5 separate regions of the Mus musculus genome follow, and all the other regions are linked to region 4. A link is a contact called in public HiChIP or PLAC-seq data. All regions are on one chromosome and are shown on one strand. The core of a region is the stretch at or near the end of the contact, and the rest is flanking DNA. Distances in the headings are between cores, read along the strand shown. Region 1 holds the start of Pdk2 (pyruvate dehydrogenase kinase, isoenzyme 2). Region 2 overlaps Spop (speckle-type BTB/POZ protein). Region 3 holds the start of Dlx3 (distal-less homeobox 3). Region 4 overlaps Kat7 (K(lysine) acetyltransferase 7). Region 5 holds the start of Dlx4 (distal-less homeobox 4).

Region 1 (4,995 bases), core at 1,283-3,782, 230 kb before region 4:
ACCTTTGTTTGTTTCATGTGAGGCTATCTGGCCTCCAGTCACTCAGCAATGTCCCTACAGCTACCTGTAATGAACTTTTGATCCTTGCCCTCTGAACTCTTTGGGAAGGGACTGTATTGTCTGTATTTAACTGAGTGTTTCTTCAACATTCAAGACAAGTTAGATTTGCCACCGGGATAACTGAATCTTCACCTTTTTTTTTTTTCTTCTTCTTGTTTTCCCAAGTTACTGAGCAGGCCAAGGGTTACTGCTGATGTCAGCATGACTTCTGCTCTTGACTTTGAAAGCTACGCTTTCTTGAATGGACACTAAGTCCCCAGGGAAAGTGGGATGGTGAGAAACAGACTGAACTTGACCTTTGACCCTGCTCAGGCTGAGGAGTCCAAGAAATCCTGGCTAACTCTCCAGCCTCTTGGGGCCCCTGTGCCTTGCCTCTGTCCTAGCTTCTGACACAAGAACAGAGGAACACGGTGAGGATGGAGGGGTGGTGGCATGTGAGGGGGACCTCACCAGCTCTGCACCAGCTGCACCGATGGGGTGCCCAGCACTCGGTCAGGAAGCAGGTTGATCTCTTTCATGATGTTGGCCAGGCGAACGGGCAGCTCCTGCCGGAGGAAAGTGAATGACGTCTTCTCGCAGGCATTGCTGGATCCTGAGGATGACAGAGGGGTCGGTCAATCAATAGCTGCAAACCATGGGGACAGTCACCCATGTGGAAACTGGGCAGGCTGAAATGACCATGGGACCTATCTGTGGCACACAGCAAGGTAGCCCTCCTAGCCTTGCGATGCTTGAGTTTTCCCCAGACATCCTACCACGTGGATGTCAATTTAGGAACAGAGTGTATCACCCACTGACCCTCAGTGAAAACCCTGTTTGTTAACCAGGGAAACAAGATGTTCCCGGGGCTGACTCTGAACTGTTCTGGCGTGATTCACCTCACTTTCCTTTCCATCTCTCTAGGTGGGCACTCATCACAGGGGGCTAGCCCAGGGTGCAGAGGCACCTAAGAAATCCTTTTCTCCATGGGGTGCTAGGACTAGGTTCCCAGGACTGTAGGAACTCAGCATTATCCCTGAGGCAGGCCATCTCATCTAGGCTGAGGAGACAGATGAATGCCAATGTAGAATTGGCCATGTTAATGACCATCTGTGAGGCAAATGGGGACCTTGGTCCAGGGTCAAGATTAACAGGCAGTAGAGGAATGAGCTGTGTCAGCTAGAGACAGGAGACCTAGGATCAACAGCAGGCGATGCTTCTGTAACTTACTGTATATCATCAGCAGTTTTCCCCAGATAGGTGGACCGAACTACGGCCAAGTCCCTTCTAGCTGTGGCATTCATTTGGCGGGGACTTGGAGTGGGCCCTGGAGGATTTCCTACACAAGCAAAGCTCACAACTCCAACTGAACAGGGAGTAACAAGGCATATCCTGGAAAACAGGTGCCCAAGTCCTGTCGGCCATCTTCCTGTCCTCCTGCCTGTGACACAGCCAACTCTTGAGAGACCTGGGTCCACTCCCTACACCAGCTGGCACCAGGGAATACCTTGCAGACAGATGGGGGCCACACAACGTCTCCATCCTCCACTCCGCAAAGCTTTCTCCTGCCCCAAAGCCACCTCCACCCTCAGAACACCGAGTGGGTGATCTTCAGAAACCCAGGGGTAGCCATAGGAGGGTGAAAGCCACCTGACTACCTCATGGTAAGTTGGGCTCTGCCCAGCTAGGAACCGCTGCCAGGTCAGAACAGATTTGATCTTCAAGTGTCCTTGCCCAGTGGGCAGCTGCAGTGGGTGGAGGCTCACCAGTCAGGGGAGTTCCCCTGTTAGCACCTCCTACTTCAAGGGGCCCCCTTCCCACCTGCCCTGGCTTTTCTCCCTTGCTCTGTTCAGAAGTACCCCGCCCTTCGTGCACAGCACAGGTCTTCCAGATGGCTGAATCTCCTTAGCACTCCAACAGCACGTCTCCTGTTTACTCTTGGCTGCCCACTCTCAGTGGCCGGGATCTCCCACTAACTCTATCATGTCTGGATAGGGTCCTATGCCCTCACTGTCTCTTACTCTCCACGATCCCTCGCAACGCTTTCTCCGCGCCCCCATTCTTAGTTAACTGTGAAGGGGGCACTCTTAACTCTTTGTGGGCAGCCAGGTTGGCCTCGCCGTTTACCCATTCCTGTCCATACTCTTCCAAGCCAACCCTCCTACCACCCAGGACCTCTTCCTCCGATGTTAACCTCTCATTGCCAGGGTCTCCTTCCCCGCGCCCACAGCCCCCGGTGCCCGCCTACGCCGACTCCGTACCGAAGTCTAGAAACTGCTTCATGGACAACGGGGACGGGGAGAACTTGCTGAAGTGCTCGATGTACTTGGGTGCCCCTGCCAGGGACGCATTCTTCAACAGCGCCCGGACCCAGCGCATGGCGACGGCGCCTGCGGCTCGGGCTTGGATCTCGCTGCTGTCCCGGGGCTGGAGGCGCTGGCACCGGCCGTCAGCTCGGCCCAGCTTAGCCGGGAGACGGGCTTCGGCCGCCTCCTCCCTACCCTTGCCCTGGCGATGCCTCCAACGCCTAGCCAATCGGCTTGTCCCGGCGCCCCGACGTCGCCAATGGGCGCGCACAAACAACTCTGGGAGAACCAATAGCCTTGCGCTTCGACACGTGGCTCTCCTCGAGGCCCACCTCCTTAACCGTGAAGGTGCTGGAGACGGCCTGTTGTTTTCCTGGGCTGTGCTCAAGTCCCGCCTCCTGTCGCCAACTACACTTCTTGGGGGCCAGCCCCGAGTTAACCCTTTCTTCCCCAGAGTCCCGCTAACCCTTCGTTTGACGTTCTACTTTCCCTGGTTCTTTCCCCTGTCTCCTTCTTTAAAACCTCCCTTCCCTGCCCTGTCCCTTTCCTAAAGGCACCTGTTTGACCTGACAACCTGCTTACCTGCTCTGCTATAGGGGCTCACAGTGGTTTCTCACTCCTATGATGGACCCAGAATGAACACTTGCAAAATCCGAAACCAGTATGCGAGCTTATACTAAGCTATCCTATATGCGTGCAACCCGCTGACTTCCATAAATATCCAAAAAGCCCAAGAAAAGGTCTCTCTCTCTCTCTCTCTCTCTCTTTCGAAAAAGATCCGATATCAGGGTGGGAATGTAGCTCAGAAGGCATGGCACTTGCTCAGTATGCATGAAGCCCTGTATTGATCTCTGGTACTTGGAAAACAACAACAAAAACAGCCAGAGCCAAACCCCCTTAGGACTGGCAGAGGCGGGAGCAGGAGCTATGGTCAGTGCTAATTTTAGTTAAGTTCCATTTTATTATTACCTCGCTCATTTGACTGAGCATAAAACCTTGCGCGTCTTGCACAACCACCTAAGAAGGTAACCTTCTGTGCACCTAACCCGAGACGAGCAACTGTCTGTGCCGCTGGCTTCCTTATTGCGAGTCCCCAGGAGCTAAGGCATCTTAGTGGTTAGCGGCTTGGGAGCCCAGCCCAGTCTTCCTAGCAGTTCCCTGCCTCTTCCCTGAGAAATGTCATGCGCCCTCTTTTGGTAAAACTTGGTATGTGCCCCACTCTCTGGGCCTTCCTAGGTTCATTACTATTGATTATCCAGTGGTTTCCCGGCCTTTACTATGGCCCTGTGAAGCACAGACAGGATTGAGGTTTGGCCTTTAGGAAGTCCTGGTGCTCCTCTTGGAGGCTGAGGCAGGAGGAGATCTGTCCAAGGCCCACCTGAGGCAGTGTGAGTTTAAGTCCAGCCTGGGTAATTTAGTAAGATCTTTTCTCCAAAAGGTAGAGAAGGTGGGTTTGAGCTGGTAGTAACTCAGTAATAGAGTGTTTTCCTAGAATATGCAAGACTATGGGTTTGATCCTCAACCCCCCCACCCCACACACACACACACTGCAAGTTATAACAGTTTAACTGTAGCCAACACAAAACAAGAGTTCACCTTGGAAAGCGTAATGCTGTGGGCCAGGCACTGCTTGCTGGATTATTATATCGTTTCCTCCATTTTATAGGCAGGAAAACAGAATTAGCAAGCATTCTCAACTACAAATCTGGCCTGGTTGGTTCCAACACACAGAGCCTTTTCACTTGAAAAAAAAAAAAGTATCGGTGTATACCTTTAATCCCAGGCAGAGGCAGGAGGATCTCAGAGTCTAAGGCCAGTCTGGTCTACAGAATGAGTTCCAGGACAGCCAGGGCTACACAGAGAAACCCTGTCTTTAAAAAAAAAAACAAAAAACAAAACAAAAAAAAACCCAAAAAAAATTTTTTAAAGGATCTATTTATAATCTGTATGTGTGTGCACCCAAGTGAGTTTTTGCATACCACAGCACATAGGTGTCTGTGGGGCTGGAGGGCATCTGCTTGCCTGGAATTGGAGTTACAGGCGGTTACGAAGCTGGTGTAGATGCTGGGAACGCAGCCCAGGGCCTGTGCAAAAGCACACACAGTAAGTACTCTTAACTGCTGAGCCATTTCTCCTGGTCCACCTTTCCACCTCTTACTGGAGCCTTTCCAGTTATCCCAGTATCCACTTTGGCTCCATTCCTTAGCTTCATCTTTTCAGATTGCCAGGCTCAACAACTCCCAACTCCATCTACCTGCCGCCTTGCCCCAGCCTCTAATCTTTAAACCACTGACAATGCTATCTCTTTTTACTTGGAGAGGTGGTGGGGTGGGGGTGGGGTTCTGGATCGTTCTTCTCAACCTCCTGTACCTATTCTTCAGGTCTTGGCTGCTTAGCCATGTCCTTTTGCTGAGCTCCTGGGCTGGGCTGGGCTCCCTACGTGCCTCTCCTGATCTTAGGATGACATGAGAGCTTCTCACAAAGTGGGCTAACTGCTGATTCGTGGGTCTTCCCCACTGGACTTTAGTTTAAGGAGGACACGGGTTGTGTCTGACCTAGTCGTTGCTTTATTTGCAGTGCTGAACACACAGCCTGGCATGTAGTAGAGCAGACAGACAGAAGAAAGGAAGTGAGGTTGGCAGAGAGGCTT
Region 2 (5,721 bases), core at 15-2,514, 160 kb after region 4:
TGCAGGGAATCTCAGAGGCCAGAGGCATTGGGTCCCACTGGAGCTTGAGTTTCAGGCAGTTGGGAGCAGTACACACTCATAACCACAGAGCCATGTCTCTAGCCCCCCTTTTCTTCTTTCAGTGGCTAAGATCATCAAGTTTTTAACCCACTGAGCCATCTCACAAGTCCAACATTGTCTCTTTTTGTACATTTCTTTAAATGTCCATGTGTATTATTATATATTTATGTAAAGATATTTTTTCAAAAATTGAATTATTTTAAAATTTGCCTCTATAGCCAGGTGCGTTGACACATGCCTGTAATTCTAGGACTTGGAAGGCAGAGGGAGACTGATTTTTGTGAGTAAGAGGCCATTTAGAGCTACATAGTGAAGCTCTATCTCAAAGAAAGAAAAGTGCCTTAAAAATTCACTATATCCAGGCTAGAGAGATGGCTTAACTGTTAAGAACACTGGCTATAGCCGGAGGTGGTGGTGCACGCCTTTAATCCCAGCACTTGGGAGGCAGAGGCAGGCGGATTTCTGAGTTCGAGGCCAGCCTGGTCTACAGGGTGAGTTCCAGGACAGCCAGGGCTACACAGAGAAACCCTGTCTCGAAAAACCAAAAGCAAAAAATAAAAAACAAAAGAACACTGGCTATTCTTTTAGAGGACCTGGGTTCAATAGCCAGCATCCATATGGTGGCTCAAAACTGAAACTCCAGTCCCAGGGGATCCAGTGCCCTCTTCTGGCTTCCATGGGCACTGCATCTACATGCCAGAAACCACTCATACACACAAAATAAAAATAAAATTTCAAAAAAAAAACAGAATTTTTTCTATGCTGGTGAAAAGAAAACATGATTTCTTAAAGTATTTCCATGGAAAGCAGAGTATAATGGCACACCCTTGTAAGCTCAACAATTGAGAGATGGAGGCAGGAGGATTGTAAGTTCAAACCAGCATTAGCCATATAGGAACCTTAAGGCTAGCCTAGGCCATATGAGATCATATTGCAAATGAAAACAAAAACCGTGCCGAGGAGATGGTTTGCAGGAGCCGTGCTTCCTGTGTAAGCATGAGGGCCTGAGTTCAAAAGTGTCAGTAGGTTATTTGTGCCTGTGGCCCCAGCACTGGGAAGGGAAGACAGGTGATCTTGGGAGCTCGCTAGCCTGTCAACCAAGGGAAACCAGTGACCTTCTGAGTCAGTGACAGACACAGTCTGAAGGAATGAAGCAAAGAACGACAGACAAAAAGACCTGACAGCCTCATCTGGCTTCTACATATGCACACACAGAATCATACACACAGACAAACAAACCACAAACAAAGGAATCATAGGCATCTAAGGCATGGATACATAATCTGTTAGTGTTTGTTTAGTTAGGGTGGTTTTGTTTGCTTTTGTTTTATATTTTTGAGATAGGGTCTCATGTAGTGTGAACTGGCTTGGCACTTGTTGGGTAATAGGAATTATTTGAACTTCTGATTCTTTTGTCTCTAACTCTCAAGTTCTGTGAGTACAGGCATGTGCAGTCATGTCTGGTTTATATGGTTCTCAGAGTAGAACACAGGGCTTTGTGCATGCTACCAAATACTTGACTACCTGAGTTATATCCCTAGTCCCTGAATACATAACTCTATTAATTAAACATTCTTCCCTACTTTGATCTGTAAATTATCCTGTCATAGATATCCTTGTGCATAAATCTTTATAGGCTGATTTCCTAGGATTGATTTCTCAAATGACATTACTTTGTGAAAGCCTGTGCAGTGGGACCCATGCTATGGCTCAGTAGATAGAGGTGCCTACTGCCTAGGCTCACTGCCGAGGCATCTCTTCATCCCCAGATTTTAATCTTTTCCTAAGCACTTATCCTGGGTGTCATTATCTCTATCAAAAGGATATGTGTGAGACTGGAAAGATGGCTCAGCAGTTAAGAACATTTGCTCCTCTTGCAAAGGCCTGGGTTTTCATTCCCAGCACCCACATAGCGACTTACAGCTGTTCATAACTTTAATTCCAGGGGCACTTGCACCGTCTTCTGCTCCCCTGGTACCTAGCTTAATGTGGTGCATATATATATATATATATATATATATATATATATACATGCAGACAATCACTCAGATGCATAAAATCTTTAAAAAGGGGGTATGTTAAGATTTGAGTGAGACATTATAGAAGAATTACAGTTCTGGGCATTCTAGTTAATTGTCAGCCTCTGAGTTCTAAGTAGCACTTAGTTTACTGTAAGTATGATTGGAATTCAGAGTAAACTGGGGTGGCAAGGTAGAACTTGACCTGGATCTAGAAAAGCAATATTGTGATAAGAGGAAGAGGAATGTTTTTAGCTTTCAGAGTGCTGTGAATCAATTTGAGAAAGGCAGGTGAGTGAGATGACTGAGAGGCCACAGTGCAGCCAGTTGGAGAGGAGAGGTTATTTGTGGTGTACTTGAAAGGCTTTCTGAGAGCTATGTTGTATCTCAGAGGACTGCTCTTATTTTTAGTATATTTTAAGTTGTATAGTATAGAAACATAAGATAAAGTAGACAGCCATGGCTCATTTGTAAACAAACTAGAAACAGTGTAGTCACTTTTTCAAGAAAAAAAGATTAAGGGTTATTTTTGTGTAAATTACTTTAAGAGTGACCTTCCCAACAACAACAATTGATTTTGCTGGAGACTTTGATAAGCTACTGTTTGATTGCTCCTGTTGGTTTGATAAGCTACTGTTTGATTGCTCCCGTTGGGGTTCTTACTCTCCTGTAAAGTTGAAGAGTTTAGCTTTTTCTGACAGTGAAATTATTACAGAACTCCCCAAGTATAAAGAAGTTTATGAAATATCTAGTCTATATTCATGTTGGTGCCCATTTCTGGCTCCTTAGGCACGTACTGGAGCTTGGTTCTTCTCATCTTTTATTTTCAAATGTCATTTAGAGATGCTAAAATTTTTATATTATTTATTTTGCGTGTGTGTGTGTGTGTGTGTGTGTGAGCACACATGGCACGTGTCGTGGTTGGTGAAAGGTGGTCAGAGGACAAACTTGTAGGAATTCTATCCATGTAGGTTCTAGTATTCTAACTTAGTTCTCAGATTTGGTGACAGGTGAATTTACCTACTGAGCTATCTTGCTGGCCCAGAGATTTTTGTTTAAAAGTGTTTTATGGCTAAGAACAAGCAGCAAGAGGATGGGAGGAGGTCAAAGGGAAATTGTTTTCAATTTACTCATGTTGGCTTCTTACTTTATTTATTTCCATGATATCTTTAATGCATATCAAGGATATGTAAATTATTATTTCATAGGGGAGATAATTTTGGATGTAAATCTTTAGGAAAAATTATGTTAGTGCATTTGAAAGTAAAATGTTAAGGATATTTTTTTTTAGTATTTATTTTTAATTCGTATTTTTAAAAATGCAGTACAGATAATAATAGTAATTTTTAAACTCAATAGCTTTCAGCAAGGCAGTGGTGGTACACGCCTTTAATCTCAGCACTCAAGGCAGAGAGAGATGGATCTCTGAGTTTGAGGCTAGCCTGGCCTATAGGGTGAGTTCCAGGACAGCCAAGGCTACAAAGAGAAGCCCTGTCTTGGAAAACAAAGCAAAACACAAACTCAAGCACTTTCTCTTTAAAGTACATAATGCTGAAAGCTAATTAGTGACTTACTTTATTTCTCTTCTAGGAACACTTTCTTAGGTAATTACATTCACAGGGAATGACAGAGAAACTAGGCTGGCATTTTGCCAGTGTACATCAACCAGTATTTTTTTCTGTGATAGAGAACATGTCTCTCTTTGGTCCTTTCCCTTCTTAGAGACATAGTAGTGTTAAAAATAATTACAGTAATATTTGAGCACAAGTGTCAAACATTGTATTAGACACTATACACTTTTAACTTATTCAATGTTCATAACACTCTACTAAGATATTCTCATCAGTATTTTACAGGTGAAGAGTCTGAGGCACAGAAAGGTTTCTAAGTAACTTGCCTGAGATTTTATAAGTAGTATTCTCTGCTGTAACAATCAAAAGATCACTACTACATGGTACGCCTGAAATCTTAGCCCAGGAAAGTCAGTGGCCTAGAGGCTGACTTACCTGAGCCATGATGTGTGCACTCCTTCCTTTTTCATTTACTTCATTTATTAAGCACCTACAATTTCCTGGGCTCCACACTGCGCCTCGACACCAGACTTACTAAGGTGAATGCAGCATAGCAAGCGCTCTCCAGGGAGTCCCAGTCTAGTGGGAGAGATCTACACATTGAGAGTAAGGAGGAAGCATTTAATTTTCCTTGGAAAGATTACAGTAGGTATTTGCAAAGATGAGGGGAAAGCATTCTGGGTAGAAGGAAAACCTTCAAAGATGCCATAACAAAAACCGAGCTCCCTGTTAGTGGACTGGGATTGGTGTCTTGGACTGATGTGGTGATCAAGATTAGTTTGGGGTGTAGTTCTAAGATAATATTGACTAGAATTGGGAGGTGGGGGGTTGAGATAGGGTGGAGAATAGAGTGGAGAGTGAAGGCTGACTCCTGGGTTTTTAGTTTGACTATCTTGTGTGGGTTTCCTTTTTTTGTTTTTCTGAGACAGGATTTCAATAGCCCTGACTGCCCTGAATTCACCTCTGTTTCTGACTGCTGGTATTTAAGATGTGCATCATCAGGTCTGACTTGAAGACTTGGGTATATAGTAGAATCACTGTGGAAGATAATCAGGTTTTTGTGGAAAGACTTTTTTAAGTCCAAAGTGGAAGAATAGAGAACTATTTGAGTAGCAGGAAGTTACAGTATGAGTAGATAGGCAAGCTTGCAACTCAGTGAAAGGATGGATCAGTGGGTAGTTTGGACTGACTTGGAGACTGAAGTAGAGAATGGGCCATTTCTCTGTTTCCATTAAAAACTCACCTACATTTTTATTTTATAAGTTTTGGGACAGGGTCTTACAACAATGCCTTGGCTGGCCTGGAACTTTCTACGTGGATCTGGGTGACCTGGCACTCTGAGATCTGCCTGCTGAGTGCTAGTATTAAGGGTGTACGTTACCATGCTTGGCTCTGGTCTAAATTTTTAGATCCTGATTTATCTGCTTCAAACTTGGTTAAAAAAAAAATTACTTCTGAAATAAATGCTTTTAGTTAGCTCTTATTAGATGATTGTCCCCAACTTTACCGTATTGTTTTATGTCTTTGTTGGGGTGACATGACTATAGGTATTTGTCAGAATTCACAGAACTATATACCAAAAAGTATAAAATGGTAACAGAAAAGATTATCTATAGTTCAGTAGATATTCTGCTGTCTCTACCCTTAGGCGGCATATGGCTAGATATTTTTATATTAAAAACCCAATTTTATTTATTTTAATTCTTTCTTTCCTTCCTTCCTTCCTTTCTTCCTTCCTTCCTTCCTTCCTTCCTTCCTTCCTTCCTTCTTTCTTTCTTTTCAAGATAGGGTTCTCTGTGTAACAGCCCTGGCTGTTCTAGAAATGGCACTGTAGACCAGGCTGACCTCAAACTCACAAAGATCTGCCTGCTTCTGCCTCCCAAGTGCTGGGATTTAAAGATGTACATTACCACTGCCTGGCTAAATCTATTTATTTTATGTGTGTATGTATATGTGTGCCTGAGTGTATGTATGTGTACCAAATGTGTGCAGGAGCCTCCAGAGGTCAAAAGGACCATTTGGATCCCTTGGAACTGGAGATATGGCATGTCGTGAGTCCTGTGAGTGCTGGG
Region 3 (5,505 bases), core at 1,459-3,958, 150 kb before region 4:
TCTGGCTAGCTGACACTTGCTCATCTTGCTGGACCAGATGAGGTCCAGTGGGTGACACCAGTCCTGCTGCATCTTCTGGCTGCCTCTCCACCCAGCTCTCACCCAGCTGTTGGTGGAAGGGAGCTTCCTGCTGGTCGTAGGGACCCTTCAGGAACAACTCTGAACTCATTTCCATTGAGAATGAGTCCTGTGCCTGCTTCAGGCCTTCCATCAACTGTGCCTCAGCCTCAGCCTGGCCTCTGGGTCAAGGGAATTCAGGTCCTCTTATTTAGTCACTCAACAAACATTTCCCAAAGACTATCTTAGGTATCTGAAGGATTATGGTGAATGGGGTAGGCAGTCTCCAGCACACTGTGCAACAAAGTGTTAGTCACACAAACAATTTTTAAATAATTCTTCCCCCACCCCCTTCTCCGAGACAGGGTTTCTTTGTGTAACCTTAGCTATCCTAGAACTAGCTCTGTAGACCAGGTTGGCCTCGAACACACAGACATCCACTTCCCTTTGCCTCCCGAGTACTAGTGTTAAAGGCATACGCTGCCATGCCCGGCCTTAAATGTTTCTTTACGTTACTGTTGTGATTTCAGTCCGCTTCTAGAGCACAACAGACCTTGGAAATTACCCTAAAATAACTCACTATTACCCCAAGGCTCCTGTGCTCAACCCAGCCAGGCCCAGGTAGGGTGAGGAGAGACTGGGGCGTCTCCGAATCACCTGCTACTCCAAATGAATGAATGAACGAACTCCCGAGACAGGGTTTGCCCGACGCTGTCCCTTCCCTGTGGGCAGCTGGGGGCTCCAAAACAGGCCCTCCCCGCCGCCCCCGCTTGCATCCTGGGAGGGGAACCGGCAGCCCAATGCCCTTCCTGCCCCCAACGCCCCGGGCTCCTTGGGCGCCCTCTTGGCAGAAGAACAGAGGGCATCCAGAGCGGGTGGCAACTCGTCCCGCCACGAGCTCGCAGCGGCGGGCGATAGGAGCTGGGGGGACGCTCAGATAGACAGACAGATAGCGTTCCCCTCTCCCGCCCCCGCCCCCACCTTTCCCACGCGGCGGCCTCCTGGGGCGGCCCAGGCCAGGCGGTCACCTACTCCTGTCACTGCTCCCCGACCTAGGTCCTCTGCCCAGCCAACTCTACGTTTTTCCAGGTTCAGCATCCTGTGTCTGAGTTTAACATCGAAACATTTGACTGCGGCCCCTAAACAATCTAAGCAGAATGAGACCCCTTTCCTGTCTGCCTGCTTACCTCCTCCTTAATGCAGCCTTAAGGCAAGTTGCAGAACTCCGGAAAACCACGAGGTGGTGCGCTGGCACTGTGTCCTGGCTAGGCAAAGGCAGGGGAAATAGAAGGTTCGAGGTGTGTAGGGAAGGCCTGGGGATGGAGGGGGAAATAAGAATTAAAATTGGGAGAAGCCTCCTTCCTCCAAGGATAGGTTTGGGAGCAGAAGTGGAGATGCAATAGAGAAATGAGATTGGCACCCAGAACAGTAAATATTACCCGGGAACTGGACTTTGAGAGCCAGACAAGACTAGGGGGGTTGGAGATTGCTCCAAGGTGAGAAACATCTTCATTGGGGCCTCCATGGACAGAAGAAATTGAGTGAAGTACATGGCTCCTGTCTATTGGAGATAGATGGATCTGAGCATGTATCTATGCACATTTGGGCATACCCAGCTCACAGGTCGGTCATTCAGGACCCTACACTTCCACTGCCTCACACTACATACAGAGACACACTCTCATGCACACAGGTTCTCACGGGCACTCTTGCACACACTGTATTTTGTGTATTTTGCGGAAGATGTAACATAGATCTTTCACCCCTAACAAAGTCTGTGCTCCTAAGAGCTGTCCCAGACTGAGTGGACCCTGCCTCCAGACTTCCTGAAGAACACAGAAAGCCAGCCTCATAGGGACTGACTGCCTCGTGGCTCTTCCATTCATGAAAGGGCACACATATAGCTGGGGGTACCTCTGTCTTCTAAAGCAGCCCCTAAATCCATACAGCCTTGCTCCAGTAGGGACTTGCAGGCCCAAGGTGTTCTTGCTTGGTGAGACTCTTCCTTCAGAATTTAAAATTTTATATTTCACATCTGCAGTGTCATTAAGATAACATATTAAGCCAGGGCCATACGGAGAAACCCTGTCTCGAAAAAAAACAACAAAAAACAAAACAAAACAAAACAAAAATATAATATATTTATATAGTCCAACCTTTTTTTCCAATTTTAAAAGTGATCAAAATATTTTCATGGACCCTGGGTCTTTGCCACTTTCTGTCTGTCATTTGCATAGACCACACATACATCATTAAGGACCACCTCCTTCCACAAACACCCAATGGGTAAATTCCCCTCCTTCCTCATCTCACCTAAGCCCACCCCTGGCCACTAAAACAGACCGATTAGTAGATCCTGGGGGCTCCGCACAGCCAACCCCTCCGCACATTTGGGGGATTTATCGGAGGTAGAGCATAGGAGGAACACAGTGGCGCTGGGGGGAGTGTGTGTGTGTGTGTGTGTGTGTGTGTGTGTGTGTGTGTGTGTATTAGGGGTAACAACAAAGAGGGTTGAGAGGGTTGGGGGAGCCAGTGAGAAAGCGCGAGCGTGTTTTGCCTCGAAGGCAAGACTTGCAGCCAATCAGCGCGCAGGAGCCTCCCTCGGCGACTCCAACATTGAGTCTATAACCGGCTGGCCGGGCGGAGCTGGCAGCATTTGACTGTGGCTTGGGACGCGGAGAGAGGCACGCAGCGACTGACCGACAGCCGGCGATGGTCTAAGCGCCCCTCGGCCACCCCCTCCCCCAGACGCGACCGCGTCCTGCCCTCGCCCTCTGGACACACACCCCCACCTGGGCTCCTCCGCCCGTTCGGCGCTCCTCGGAGGAGGCCCGGGGTGTTGCGGCGCTCGCCAGCATGAGCGGCTCCTTCGATCGCAAGCTCAGCAGCATCCTCACCGACATCTCCAGCTCGCTCAGCTGCCATGCGGGCTCCAAGGACTCGCCCACCCTGCCCGAATCTACAGTCACTGACCTGGGCTATTACAGCGCTCCTCAGCATGACTACTACTCGGGCCAGCCCTACGGCCAGACGGTGAACCCCTACACCTACCACCACCAGTTCAATCTCAATGGGCTCGCAGGCACCGGCGCTTACTCGCCCAAGTCGGAATATACCTACGGGGGATCCTATAGGCAGTACGGAGCGTACCGGGAGCAGCCTTTGCCTGCCCAGGACCCAGGTGAGGATGCCCGGGTTGTGGAGAGGGTGCGAGGGACTCTAAGGTTCCCAAGCAAGAGGAAGTCTGGGAATAGGAGCTGAAATCTAGGGAAACTCGAGGTTAAGAAATGGAAGCGTTGGAGATTAGAGGAGACCGGGTTAGATGACCTCCAGAGGGGTGAACGACACTCCGAAGAGGCGCGCACTGTGCGCCGCGGTCTCTTGGAGATTCCAGGGCAGCTGGAGCCACCGGGAGCTCCTTCTGAGTGATCATGGGGGCCTTCAATGCTGCCATCCCGCTGGCACTTGAGCCGGAGACGAAAGACGGTCGCCGAGAGCTGGAGGGGAGTCAGCGAGGACTGGAGGTTCCAGGGCCCTTCTTTTGGATGCCGTCAGGGGAAACCCGGAGTAGTGAAAGGCTTGTGGAGAAAGACCCAAAGAAGTCCCAGAAATGGAGGAGAGACTGGGAAGTAGAGATGCGGAGAGAGAAGTGGGGACGGCGAGAAAGAAATGTGGGGGGGGCGGTAAGATAAAGCGCACAGCAGAAAGCAACAGAGGAAATGAAGAAAGGGCGGGGAGGAAAGAAAGAAAAAGGAGGAAAGAAGAGGGAAGGAAGAAAAAGAAAACAGAGAGAAAGGGAAAAGAGACAGAGAAAACGCTTGTACTGTCCTTGCAAATTTTTTCCTGAAACAAATGATCCTGAACTAGAAAGCGTATTAAAAGGAGATGGGGAGGAGGGGGGACAAGAAGTGGGAGACGCCACCGCGGCTAGGTGGGTCACCAGAGAAGAGTGGCTGAGCCGGGAAGGCGTCGTGAGCGAGCCGCGCGGTCCTCGCCCAGTCGGTTGCTGGCGCCGGAGTCGGCGCTCCGAGGCCCCGGGTGCCGAGCTGGGAGCGCCGCGTCGTGGGCGGCCGCCGGTCCGGCTGGGTCGCTGCGGTTCCTCCCCGGGCGCGGGCGGCACTACGCTCCTCCAAGAAGTCCCGGGGAGATCAGTGGGCCGGAGGGTGCGGCGTCCGACGGTGGGAAATCTTGGAGAACGCGGTGGTCGCAGGCTGAGACTAAACTGGTGTTTTTCCCCTACAGTGTCGGTGAAAGAGGAGCCGGAAGCCGAGGTTCGCATGGTGAACGGCAAGCCCAAAAAGGTCCGAAAGCCGCGAACGATCTACTCCAGCTATCAGCTGGCTGCCCTGCAGCGCCGTTTCCAGAAAGCCCAGTATCTGGCCTTGCCTGAGCGCGCCGAGCTAGCTGCACAGCTGGGCCTCACACAAACACAGGTTGGTACTGAACGCTCCAGGGTCTCAGGAGGGATCTGGGATTCCCTAGGTACCCCTGAGCCTGGCTGGCCCATGAAGCACCCCTTTGCCCTGCCCCTGCCCGGCAGCTCGCTGCAGGAACTCTTGCCTGCCCTTCCAGTGACTTGAGTCTCAGCTTTCAGAGAAAGGGTTACAGTAGGGAGCATAGAAGGGTGCAGTGTGCATCTTTGTGAACTTTTGCAACTGTGTATGGCGTGTCACAGAGAGATGCCCTCCCCTGTACCCCAGAACTCCCAGCTCCCAAGACCCTTAGCAACGTTTAGGACATAGGAGATCCTGTTGTCTCTCTCCCAGACTAAGTATGTACGTGTGGGGCATGCATGTGACATTCCAGGGAATATTCACATAAGGAATGAGGTCCTTTAAGGGTCATTTTGCAAACAGAAGGCCAGTATCTGTGATGAGACACTAGACAACGCACGCGTGTGTGAACACACACACAAAGTATGCTTGTATAGAAACATCATGATCCTGCTTCCCACCCAAATGCCTTTGCCAGTAGCCAAGTGGATAGGTTCTCCACTAAAAGGATGTAGAAATCAGAAAGTGGGAGTCCATCTCCACCCTCTTACCTGTCCCTAAACCCCAAGCAGCCTTGCTGCTCTTGGGGAGGAATGTCGGGTGCTGAGCTCCCTACAGGTGTTGACAGGCTGGCTTTGGTTGTGGCTGGGCTGTGTGGGGCCTGGTCCATCGGGAATCTGGGTCACCTGGTGAGGCGCTGAATCATTGTTTGTACCAGTCATGGAGTGGAGAGAAGCAGGGGAGGGGGAGATACCCCACGGGAAATTTAGGGACTCTGGAATTGTGGTTCACCTGCCCCTGAGTTCCTAGGTCACCCTTCATACCCAGCCAGAGTCTAGGAGCCCCTCCATGCCTGAGTGTTTATGTCGTGGGTGTTTATCTGGGTGTTATCTGCATGCGTTTATAGCTTTACTGTCTGGCGGCTGTGTGAGGCTGAGTGGGTATGTTGCCGAGG
Region 4 (5,646 bases), core at 2,946-5,445:
ACTGCTTTGTTTTTAGAAGTTAGTTGTCCTCATTCATATACCAGGGCAGAGCTCCAGAGAAACAATTCCAACCTCAGAGGGTTCCATCTAGTTGGGGGAAACCCTTGTGCCTGGGATATAGGATCCTGATGTTTAGAGACACCAGAAGCTAGGTACAGTGCTATTTATCTGTAGTCTTAGCCCTTAGGAGGCTGAGGCTTGAGCCTGGACAACATGCTGAGACTATCTCAAAAAAATAAAATAAAATAAAAAGCCCACTCCAGTGAGCCGGTTCCAAGCAGAATGCTTGCCAAACCTGACAACAATCCCTAGGATGCTCTTGGTGGAAGGAGAACTGACTCCCAAATGTATCCTCTGACTTATTATGCACGTGTGTACACATGCTACATGTAAACATATTTTTTTAAAAAGTCCCTTAGAATGAAATCCAAGGGGAAACAAGGTGGGGGGGAGAGATGGCTCAGTGGTTAAGCACTACTGCTCTTCCAGAGGCCCTGAGTTCAATTTCCCAAAACAACACGGTGGCTCACAACCATCTATAATGGGATCTGATGCCCTCTTCTGATGTGTCTGAAGACAGCTACAGTGCACATATAAAAATAAACAAACAGCTAGCACGGTGCTTGGCATGCAAGCATCAAGACCTAGCTCGGTTGGATCCCTAGAACTTACATAAAAAACCAGAGCATGGTAGTGTATGTTTGTAATTACATGCTAGGGCCAGAGAAGAGACAGATGAACACTATGCCAATCAGACCCAAGTGTTTGGCACCCGAGAAACAATACCCAAGACTGTCCTCCGGCCTCCCCATGCTGTGCACACACATGCACGTGCATACACATGAACATAAAGGACAGAGGTTGGACCATGAGTGAGCTGGAGTTACTTGGGGTAGGATGAACAACAAAGGAAACTCATCCACGCATCCATTAGACCTCCAAAAAAAAAAAGTGTATCTTCTTTGTCCTACATTACAAAGAGGAAACGGGTTATCTTTCCTGGGCACTTGATCCCGTCTGTGTGATGGGGTGAAGGTAGGGTGTAGTGAACAGGGAGGAAAGGTAAGCATTTAGAGGCCTGGGTGGTGACAGCCCTCAGCCTTTCCTCCTTCTCCCAGGTGGAGATGAAGCTGGAGGTTGGAGACGCTGTGGACTTCTTCCTTGGAGTCTGTCCTCAGCACAATTCCCAGTTGATAACACTTCATCCGCTCACCTCCCAATCCACAAAGCATCTAGGTGCCCGTTCTGCCCACAGACCCATCCAGGATGTGGCGACAAGGAGGCTCCCTGCAGTCAATTCACCAAGAGACTCTGAAAGGGAGGTGACTCTTATTCTTTTGCTTCAAGCTGGGGAGGTATAGGAGAAATAAAATTCAGAGTGATCCAGCACTTGATGGGAGCTCAGATGCCACTGGGGACTTGAAGGCCCTGACAGCCTTTAAGAGGGCTGAAAGCTCACTTCTGCGCACCTGCCATGTTCCCCAAGCTCCTGATACCTGCACTCCACTGCCTCCACTCCACTGCCTGTTGTGCATGGCCAGGCCAGTTTCTCTGTAAAGGTTCCTAGCCAGGCATCATCCGCCCAGCTGCACTCCCAGCAATCTCCCCTCTCCATCTCCACACAGCTATGAGGTGAGACAATGTTCTCTCCCCACACTGCAGGTCAGCTCCTGCTTCTGGTCTACAAGCACCAAACTATTGTTTCTATAACCTTTCTCTTTTTTTGGTTTTTCGAGACAGGGTTTCTCGGTATAGCCCTGGCTGTCCTGGAACTCACTTTGTAGACCAGGCTGGCCTTGAACTCAGAAATCCACCTGCCTCAGCCTCCCGAGTGCTGGGATTAAAGGCGTGTGTCACCATGCCCGGCTTACCCTTTATCATTTTTATGTGCATTGGTGTTTTGTCTGCATGTATGTCTGTGTAAAGATGCTATGTGGTTGTTGCGAATTGAATCTAGGTCCTCTGGAAGAGCAGCCAGGACTTACTGAGCCACCTCTCCAGCCCCAGCTTCTCCAACTTTCTACCACTGAAAATCCCAAGTCTGGCACACAGTTGGGGGGCGAGGGGGGGGGGAGTAAGCTACTCACAAACAGCCTCACATACGGATTCAATATGCAGCAGATTCTAGCACATTGTAGACTGTGAGATAAGAGACGAGCTTCCAACAACTCGTGACACAGAGGAAGTCCAAGGTAAGCCATTTCCAGAAATGGCCCTTTATTAGCAGGTAACTTGTCAAGAAGAAAGTGTTCAACTCACGGGGAAGGCTTGGGAGGCACCAGGGAGCCAAAGCCATCAACAGACCAGGTTATTTTCTCTAGTTCTATGCATGAGTAAACAAAGCCAGGAGTCCAAACGTGTACTGAAGGCACTGCACGAGAGGGAAGGGACAAATAGTGACTTTGCTTGGGGGGGGGGGGGGTGTCGGACATTTTCCTCACCGCTGAGTCTTGTCGATAGTTCAGTGACACTCACTGGCATTGCTGAAGATACCACAGAGGAAGTGAGCAAGTACAGTGCCCCCATCAGTCTGGGAGAGGCAGTCATTTGCAAGCCTGAGGCCAAAAGACCTGAAGCAAAACCAGGTTAGAGCCAATTCCTAGCATAGACTACATGCCATTATTTAGCAAAGGTCTTCCCATGCAAACCCTATGAGGCTCCGGCAGCCGGTGAGCCAGACCTCCTTCATACTTCATCACTCATTGGATTTGGTTCTTTGCATCCCAGCACATTCCAGAAACCAGTTCAGAGTCCCGAGTAAGAGCAGCGAAGCCAGAATGTGCTTCCTGCTTTACTACTGAGGCGTCTCAAACCAGGCTCTAGGATGCTCATCCCTGGAGATTCCAAAGGCAATTTCCTGGACTGTAAATAAATGTGTGCATATTTGCATAGGTACAACAAAAATTAATCCTAATGAGTCTTTTCAGCTTCACAAAGGCCAGAAGCAAACAGGGGAGGGAGAAGGTGGCTCAGAGCTCTGCTGCTTGAACCTGCTATAAGAATAGACACACTAACTACCCTTGCAAGGGCAATCAAAATGCTGATTCCATTGGTTTTATGTTCCAGAAGGGATATATGTGTGCCACAAGCAAACTGTGCTCCACTTTCATCTACAGATTTTATGATGCTCCACAGCCCCAACCTTGATCTAGAGCAACCAGCCTGACAGATAGGTCCATTCCAGCAGTCCCTAATCCCAGCCATACAACCAGAACGAAGTACAGGGCCTGATGACAGCCAAGACCAAGTAGGAAGCATCTCTGCTCTACAAAGTGCATACATACTACATACATACTACACTACACATACTGCATACATACTACATACATACTACACTGTACATACTACATACATACTACACTACTAGAAATGACTCATCAGGGCTCACTATTCCCATGAGAAATAAGAGACCAGGCTGCACCACGTGTTTTGGAGGCAAGAGAAGCAAGGCTTTCATTCAGGATCATGATATAATAATCTATATTCCGGGTGGTCTTAGGCAACCCTGGGAAAGGCTCATTGACATCTACACGCCGAGAAGCGCTGCTCTAGAAACATGACGGTTTCTAACAGCGTGTATCTGCCTCGAAGGGAAAGAATGAGCAGAAACACCAGGGAACTGAAGCTGGCTGGGGAAGGCAATGGCAGAAGTGGTACAGATTCTCAAGTACAACAGAGTACAATGAGCATTCTGGCTTCTTGGTTCACAGTTGCGGTAGGATGCAGGTTTCCTTCTGTATAACCAGTGCGAGCAGGCTGCACGCAGCTAATACAAAGGACAAAGGAAGTAGTGCTGAGCGCACATGAGGCTGCCACACACAAATGAAGTTAGCCTCCACTGAGTGGCTAACCAGACCCAGCAACGACAGGATCAGGACTGTGCAACCATCATCTCTCCCTCCCTGGCATTCAATTCTTACCGTCCATGTTACCCATCTCCACTCTTCAAACTGAGAGAACAAAATCTCCCTCTGCTGCAAATGGTTCCAACACAGAGACTTGAGCAAACCCTGGTCTAAGATCAACAGAAGGGCAGTTATTTTTCTCCACTGCATTTTCCGACTCCAGTAAGAGGCCTTGCCAGTGAGCAAAAGTAGCCCAGCAAACACAGCTCCCTTTCCACACCCAGACGACAATGCCCCGCCCCGCTGGTCCTGCCTGGGCAAACACAAGCAACAACTGCAGCTACTTCCAGAGGCACAACCTGGGCTGGATGATGATTAGACAGGGCCTGGCTTGATACTGGTGAGCACGCTTAGAGGAAAGGAATGCATTGTTCTGCCTCCTACAAGCTTCCATGGCATCCCCAACCCACCCTAACTTCCCAGTGGTTCCTTGACAAGGCCCCAAACCAGAGGCAGATGAATGAAATTACACTAGCTAGCTGCTGTTGCGCACAGCGACTTCCTGGAGCCAAAGGGAGGCAGACTCAATTTGTTTTACCGCTTGTGAGTTCAGAGAAAACACTCACTCTGTCAACAACCTGCTTCACAGGGGAAAACAATCCATAGCTCCAAACCCCAGGGCTAACACTGTGCTGAGCCAATCACACCATTCCCATATAAACAAGCTTCAGAGCAGTCAGACATGAGCAGAGAACATGCTTTATTGAGTAGATACAGAAGAGCACATTCTGCCACATGTGGGGAGGGCTCAGCATCTGTAAAAGGCCTTTACCCCTTAAGAAAACCCCCAGTGAAGTGGCTTTTGGATACATTTTAACAGTTACACTGAAACTGGAGGGGAGCCACTGAACATGCTTAAAATCAGCTCCCCAACCCACAGTGAATATTAGTAGTGTACAGAGATGACAAGAGAAAGGCACAAATGACCAGAGTTAGGGTTGTGGTAAGAGGGTGCCACGTGAAGACAGCAGTGTTGGAAGAGACCAACTTGGGAAGGGTGACATGTCAGACATCAAAAGCTGCCCCAAGATAGCAGGTTATATACTGGGACAGGGAGAAATTAGAGGGAACACTTCTTCCTTCACTTAACACCACCAAAAATAGGAACCCAGAGAACAGGATGATGGTGGCAAGTCCCGAAAGGGAATGGACTTAGTTCTTAGACAGAAGCACTTCAGTCTGCTGGGGGAGGGAGGCACTGTTGAGAGCGAAGCAAACCGTAGCAGAGTGGCCACCCTGTCTTGCTGAGTCATGGGCTGAGAAACACAAGCATTTCAACCAGTTTCCACTTCTCCCAGGAAGCTCTGGACAAGATCAGTGCAACTTGTGTGGAAAGTAGAGCTGCCCTACACCAGACTGGCAGAGGCAGGTGTGGAAAGATCCACAGGGTGGTCATTTAATGTATGAAAAAAGACTGTTAAAATATTTTGGCAACTACCAACATAAAAGGGGGCAGAAAAAAAAGTGGGGGCATTTTCTGCTGTGGCAAAGAATTCCTCATTTCCTTCTACACAATGCTGCCCCAGTGTCCACAAGTAAATACAAAGGAAAGCATGGGACCACCTCTTAGGCTTCACCATCTCACGCAGATGGACCAGGCCTGTGAACCCCTGGGAAATGCCAGGCGTTCCTAGCTCTGGGCAGCCTGATCCTGATCAAAGGTAGTAAGTCTTTTGACAAAAAGGGAGAAAAATGAGTGACTGCGAGATGAAACCCATGGTGAGCGGACCCTCCCAGCAGA
Region 5 (5,128 bases), core at 1,033-3,532, 130 kb before region 4:
CGGCGGCCCGCATAATTTCAATAGCGAAATGCTACGGTATATTTTTTTTTTAAAGAATCTGTTTGTGAACATGGAGTCTCTGTTTTGTTTTATTTTATTTTATTTTTTCGTTGTATCCGGGTAAAGTACGTAATAGAAAGAATTCTTCAGTCCATTGTTCTTGGACCAAGCTAGGGAAGGCATATGGAAGACAGGTCCACCTTATTGCCAGACAGGTCTCCCAATAAGGACAGGTTCTTCCTCTCCAGTCCCAAAATGCACACTGTCTGTCCTCATGTGCACACACAGGACGGATAGCAGGTTGCCCGACTTGTCCTCAAACTCAGGACCCCCCTTGCCTTTACTTCCCCAGTGTATATTAGTATATCTAAAAAGAAGAGTCCAAGCGGTTCCTTTGTAGATCTGTATGCAAAACTCTGCCACTCAGACGGACTGTCCCTCCTCCAAGGAGACCCAGCAACCTAGCAGGCCCACCCCCACTCTGCTCCAGAAAGCTGTTAACTTTCTGGGGTCCTGAGAAGTTCCTAAAGTCCCCTTTCCTGGCTCCGTCCATTGAGGAAAGTGAACTTGCCCTGGTCCAGGAGCCTGGAAAAAAAAGTTGTGTCCTGGATCTATCTATATGCATTCCTTCTATCTCAGTTTCTCCAACCATAGAACAAGGAATGTGAGCCTCTATTCTAATGTGGTTTTGGTTGGGGGTGTATGTGTCATGAATTTATGCCAGAATGACCAGGGAAAAGGAGAGAAACATCTTGGTTTGGGGCTGATTATGTGAAGTCACATCACAGACTTGCGCATCTTCGAGGACTATGCCAAGAACAATTGGACCATTTTGATGTTCAAGGAGTCAGTGGGTCTATGGAGAGCATCCTCGTACTGCCAGCCAGGGTCTGTCAGTTGGGCTGTGCATAGGTCGGAGCTAGGAAGGCCAGCTGCTCCCCTGTCTTCACCGAAGCCTTCCAGTGGAGCTCAGATTTGCTGCAGGCAACCGAAGCTGGGTCTAATGTATCCCAAAGTTAAAGGTGGAGATGGTAAAGATGTCTTAGGCACAAGGCAGAGGAGGCCAGGGAAAGAGCTGGAGACTGGTAGACCAGCCTGTAAGTTTATTATTTGAGCAACAGTTGGTGGGGGTCTTATACCCAGATCCTGCAGGGTATAGGCACCTCCAGGAAAAGGGGGTGGGGCCCAGGAAAGGAGAAGGAACCCAGCCTAGTTGTCTACCTATCTCCAACTGGAAACTGATTTCTGTTTAGTAGTGTTTGATTTATATACTGGTTTCTGAGACCAGAACTCAAAAGGGATGATGTCGGAACGGAGTGAAGGATGAGGAGAATCACAGGGAAGGGGTTAGATCTCCACCTCTCCATCTGGATTAGGGCAAATTTCCGTTACACAGGTACTCACACAGCTCCACTGCTCCAGGGGGTGGGGTAGGGAGCCCTCCCGCCTGGCTTTTCAAAACTGCAAATCGAAACCAGGTCGAATTTAAAAAGGAGACCTAGATCAACTTGCCTCCGCTCCTCCCCCATCCTTCGCCCTCCCCCTACCGCAGATTCCTGGGTATCGGAGAGAGAAGCGTTTGAATCCCTCTAGTTGCGCGCAAGCAGAAGAACGCGAAATTTATGCAAAGACAACCCAGACCCCAGAGGTGAGGAGAGCCGCCGCGGTCACACTTACCTGCTTCGAGCTCCTGCGGGTGTTCAGCCGGCCTGTGAAAGGGCTGAGATGGCGCCACCAATTGTTGCTGGCGGGGCAGGTAGGAGTCTCCTGGGGTTGCCGGCCCAGGGTGGGAATAGGACCGGGGGTGGCCGTAGGACTGGGAGTAGGACAAATCGGGAGAAGCTGCGGTTCCCGGGGATAGTCCGAGCGGGTAAGCAGCCACTACCGACAGGGCGGGGGCGAGGTCCGGGAAGACAACGTTGGAGGCACCACGGTCAGGAAGGGGACAGGGTAAAGAGGTCATTGCGGCCGGTGCCGGGCCACAGGGCCTAGGTCATGGCCCGCACGCTGTCTACTCTTTCTGCCAGCTCCTTTCAAAGTCTCCAGCTCCAGCAAGCCACTCTTACACTTCAGATGCCTGGAAAAATGTCTCTCTGAGCCTCTTCCGGCAGAGAACTCGCACCCGGGAAAGGGTTTTTTGGGGTACCCCGTGGTTTTACCCTTCCCCATCTTTTCCTCTGGGTTCGGTTCCCGGGACCCCAGGGGTCCCCCGCCCACTTAGACACCCCGGATTGGCTATTCCTTGGTGACCTCAAGCTGAGCCCGCCCCCCACCCCTCGTGTTAGCGTGCACCGGGAAACGGGAGGGATGCGAGCTCCGGACCCCACATCCCTGCATCAACTCCGAGTTCCTGGGGAATCGGTAGAGTCAGGAAGTCTCAGTAACGATGTTCAAGGTGCTAGGAAATTGGGCCTGGGATGGCTAGGGGACGAGGGAAGCTGCGCGGTAACTAGAGACGCTTTGGAGACTCAGAACCTGTGTGCGCGTCGCGCGGGTCTGCATGGCCCCACGCTGCCAGGGCTCTGCGAGGGAGTGGAAAAAGCAGCTAGCCAGCGCCGGCCGCTTATTCAGCGCGTCGGAATGCGTAGCTGCAGAGCGATGGCAGTTTGTTGGTAAACAGACGCTGGGGCCTGGAGGGTGCCGCCTGGCGCCCAGCCTGCCCCGCACGCGCGTGGCGCGCACGCCCCCGCCGAGCGCCCAGAGCCTGGCACGCCGCGACCGCCGCCACTGCGCCTCACCACCCCCAATGCAAGCTTCCGCTTCCGGCAGGGGCCCCGGTTTAGTTGCGACACCACAGCTCCTGCAGGCCCTTGAGGCTGCTGGAGGGAATCTGCTGTCTGGGATTCGCCTGTACCGAGCCCCGCCTTTTCTGGCACTCTGCAAAATGTAGCCTCCCAGGAACTGGGGCAAAATCTGGGAGTGGGGATGAATCTAGTTTGATGGCTCCTGGGAGGGCACAGAAAATATGGCTAACTCCATTGTACTTCCAGACTGTGTTCGGGACCTGTCTCTTAGCAGGACAGGAGGCCTTAATGAACACCATGTATGCAAGCATCTGTTGCCACGTGCACAAAAATACATAGAGTCTTCATCCAACATATATTGTTACATACCAATATCCCTCTACGAAAAGAGGCTCATTTATGGACCGGCAAACACAGACTTTAAGGTGTGGTGTATATACAGCTGCATCCCCAACCATGGGCAACTCTTTGAATAAAAGCACAGGATTGAGGTGGATGAGATGGCTCAGCAGACAAGAGATGAAGAGCAATTAGGTTGCCACCAAGCCTGACCATCTGAGTTGGAGTCCCCAGGACCATATAATGGAAGAAAAAACAAACTCCCAAGAGCTAGTCTCTTGAGCTCCATATGTGGGCTCTGTTATGCATGGATCTTCACACATACGCATAACCCAAACATAAATAAATGTAATATTTTTATTTAAAACACATTGTGCTTACCTGGCACATATGCTTGTATATTACAAGTCAAATCACTAATTTTCCTTCTCAGAAATAAGGCTGTCCAAACGTGAACATATATGCTCATGTGTGGGCTACCCTTTCCCACACATCTAAGCTGCTTTGCAAAATGAGAGAGACAATTCTTTTGGTTTGGTTTGATTTTCTAAGACAGGATTTCTCTGTGTAGTGCTGGCTGTCCAGAACTCATTCTGTAGACCAGGCTGGCCTGGAACTCAGAGATCTGCCTCCTGCCTCCTGCCTCCTGCCTCCTGCCTCCTGCCTCCTGCCTCCTGCCTCCTGCCTCCTGCCTCCTGCCTCCTGCCTCCTGCCTCCTGCCTCCTGCCTCCTGCCTCCTGCCTCCTGCCTCCTGCCTCCTGCCTCCTGCCTCCCTCGCTGGGATTAAAGACAAAGGCAAACACCATCACTACCCAGCGTTATCTCCTATTCCAGAAGTCCTCACAGATTCCCTAGAAAACCTACACACTCGATCCCTCTGTTACACATGCCATCTTTATGCTTGCACACACGCGCGCGCGCACACACACACACCAGGGCTCAGAGTAAAAGTGGCAATCTTGGGGTGTTAGGTAGATGAAAGAGGACAGACAGCTATTAGAAGAAATGGCAAGGAGTGGATGAAGGCCCTGGTCTCAGAGCAGATGTAGGCCTTCTAAAATAGACAAAGTCTGGGGCTGGAGAGATAGCTCCATGGTTAAGAACACTGACTGCTTCTTCCTGTTCAATTCCCAGCGCCCACATGGAGGTTCACAACCATATGCCATTCCAGTTCCAGAAGATCTGAGAACCTCTTCTGGCCTCTCTGATCACCAGGCAGATGCATAGTACCCAGACAGAACACCCATACACATAAAAAAATAAGTAAACAGAAAGAGACATTTCTAGGCACTGTATATCAGGACTGTTGAAACTCACAGACAGGAGAAAACTAATTTGCTTTTACACCCCCCTCTCCAATTGCACAGAAATTAATTTCTCCAGGAAAATACCTGCTGGCCACTGCCATAGAGGTCTCTACCCCGTGATCCTGGAGCTCAGATTAGGGGGCTCTGTAGGAGATCCTCTTTGTCTGGTTGGCTGGGGGAAGGTGTGAGTTTGTTTGGTAGGGAAATGTTCTTTTGATGTGAGACCACCTTTCCCTGGGTTTCAGTATGCCTTCCTCCTTAGAGCTGGGGCGATGAGCAGCTGAAGATGTTGCTTTCCAAGTCTTTCTGTCTCTAGCACTGTTCTGCTCTTTCAATCTTTCAAGACAGGGTCTCTCTGTTTAGCCCTGGCTACCCTGGAACTAGACCAGGCTGACCTGGAACTGAACTCAGAGATCCACCTATCTCTGCCTCCCGGGTGCAGGGATGAAAGGCGCACGTGCCACCACAGCCTGGCTGTGCTGTTCTTTAGAAGGGAGTCTGCTGTGGTGTTTCCAGGGATGGCTTCTCTCTCACGCTGTAAGATTCAAAGCAAGAAGATGTGCTTTGAGGCAGGGCTGGCTGTGAGGGCAGATTTGCTTTCTAGCGTGAATGGAGAGGATGATGGGAGACACTTCCGGGGGGGGGGGGGGCAGGTAACCAGAATCCTTTCAGTGCTGGGCCCCTGCTGGAGGAAGGGCAGAGGTGAGTGTCCTGGTAGACTCTTTGGATCACATCCAA

What was found. HiChIP or PLAC-seq counts read pairs in DNA pulled down with a chosen protein or histone mark.
Region 1: an H3K27ac HiChIP or PLAC-seq map of extraembryonic endoderm stem cells shows a contact between it and region 4. The contact joins the promoter of Pdk2 here to the enhancer-like site in region 4. A contact is called at or near these places in 8 of 39 promoter capture datasets (the 3T3-L1 cell line, 3T3-L1-derived adipocytes, cranial neural crest and 4 more), 1 of 484 Hi-C or Micro-C datasets (CD4 T cells), 11 of 115 datasets of contacts at active chromatin or transcription factors (craniofacial prominence, embryonic basal ganglia, embryonic forebrain and 7 more) and 3 of 9 other capture datasets (adipose tissue, liver and pancreatic islet).
Region 2: a contact with region 4 is called in an H3K27ac HiChIP or PLAC-seq map of extraembryonic endoderm stem cells. The contact joins two enhancer-like sites. A contact is called at or near these places in 8 of 39 promoter capture datasets (the 3T3-L1 cell line, the C10 cell line, the HPC-7 cell line and 4 more), 3 of 484 Hi-C or Micro-C datasets (embryonic stem cells and nephron progenitors), 1 of 115 datasets of contacts at active chromatin or transcription factors (extraembryonic endoderm stem cells) and 2 of 9 other capture datasets (adipose tissue and liver).
Region 3: an H3K27ac HiChIP or PLAC-seq map of embryonic stem cells shows a contact between it and region 4, with 6 read pairs. The contact joins the promoter of Dlx3 here to the enhancer-like site in region 4. A contact is called at or near these places in 12 of 39 promoter capture datasets (the 3T3-L1 cell line, 3T3-L1-derived adipocytes, the SN4741 cell line and 7 more), 1 of 484 Hi-C or Micro-C datasets (embryonic fibroblasts), 24 of 115 datasets of contacts at active chromatin or transcription factors (CD8 T cells, bone marrow-derived macrophages, craniofacial prominence and 14 more) and 3 of 9 other capture datasets (adipose tissue, liver and pancreatic islet).
Region 5: an H3K27ac HiChIP or PLAC-seq map of embryonic stem cells shows a contact between it and region 4, with 5 read pairs. The contact joins the promoter of Dlx4 here to the enhancer-like site in region 4. A contact is called at or near these places in 3 of 39 promoter capture datasets (cranial neural crest and embryonic stem cells), 4 of 115 datasets of contacts at active chromatin or transcription factors (embryonic basal ganglia, embryonic stem cells and pancreatic cancer cells) and 4 of 9 other capture datasets (adipose tissue, liver, macrophages and 1 more).

What each region holds. Positions count from the first base shown.
Region 1 is chr11:95,038,839-95,043,833 of GRCm38.p6, forward strand. Pdk2 (pyruvate dehydrogenase kinase, isoenzyme 2) reads right to left here and starts at 2,533. Exons shown (of 11, transcript NM_133667.2): 1 at 2,301-2,533; 2 at 511-652. The coding sequence starts at 2,418.
Region 2 is chr11:95,431,672-95,437,392 of GRCm38.p6, forward strand. All of the region lies in intron 1 of Spop (speckle-type BTB/POZ protein), which reads left to right. Among named protein-coding and RNA genes, the nearest start is that of Spop, 20 kb to the left of the region's middle. Within about 2 kb of position 1,265, at least 24 of the 459 cell types and tissues checked have an H3K27ac peak or open chromatin away from gene starts, as enhancers often do. A contact at or near this core is called in extraembryonic endoderm stem cells, where this site is marked.
Region 3 is chr11:95,117,409-95,122,913 of GRCm38.p6, forward strand. It overlaps Dlx3 (distal-less homeobox 3), which reads left to right and starts at 2,709. Exons shown (of 3, transcript NM_010055.4): 1 at 2,709-3,238; 2 at 4,300-4,490. The coding sequence starts at 2,914.
Region 4 is chr11:95,269,671-95,275,316 of GRCm38.p6, forward strand. It overlaps Kat7 (K(lysine) acetyltransferase 7), which reads right to left. Exons shown (of 15, transcript NM_001195003.1): 15 at 2,183-5,646. Among named protein-coding and RNA genes, the nearest start is that of Tac4, 11 kb to the left of the region's middle. Within about 2 kb of position 4,196, at least 43 of the 459 cell types and tissues checked have an H3K27ac peak or open chromatin away from gene starts, as enhancers often do. A contact at or near this core is called in bone marrow-derived macrophages, embryonic stem cells, extraembryonic endoderm stem cells and 1 more, where this site is marked.
Region 5 is chr11:95,143,519-95,148,646 of GRCm38.p6, forward strand. It overlaps Dlx4 (distal-less homeobox 4), which reads right to left and starts at 2,283. Exons shown (of 3, transcript NM_007867.4): 1 at 1,678-2,283. The coding sequence starts at 1,963. Dlx4os (distal-less homeobox 4, opposite strand) reads left to right here and starts at 1,535. Exons shown (of 3, transcript NR_040279.1): 1 at 1,535-1,756.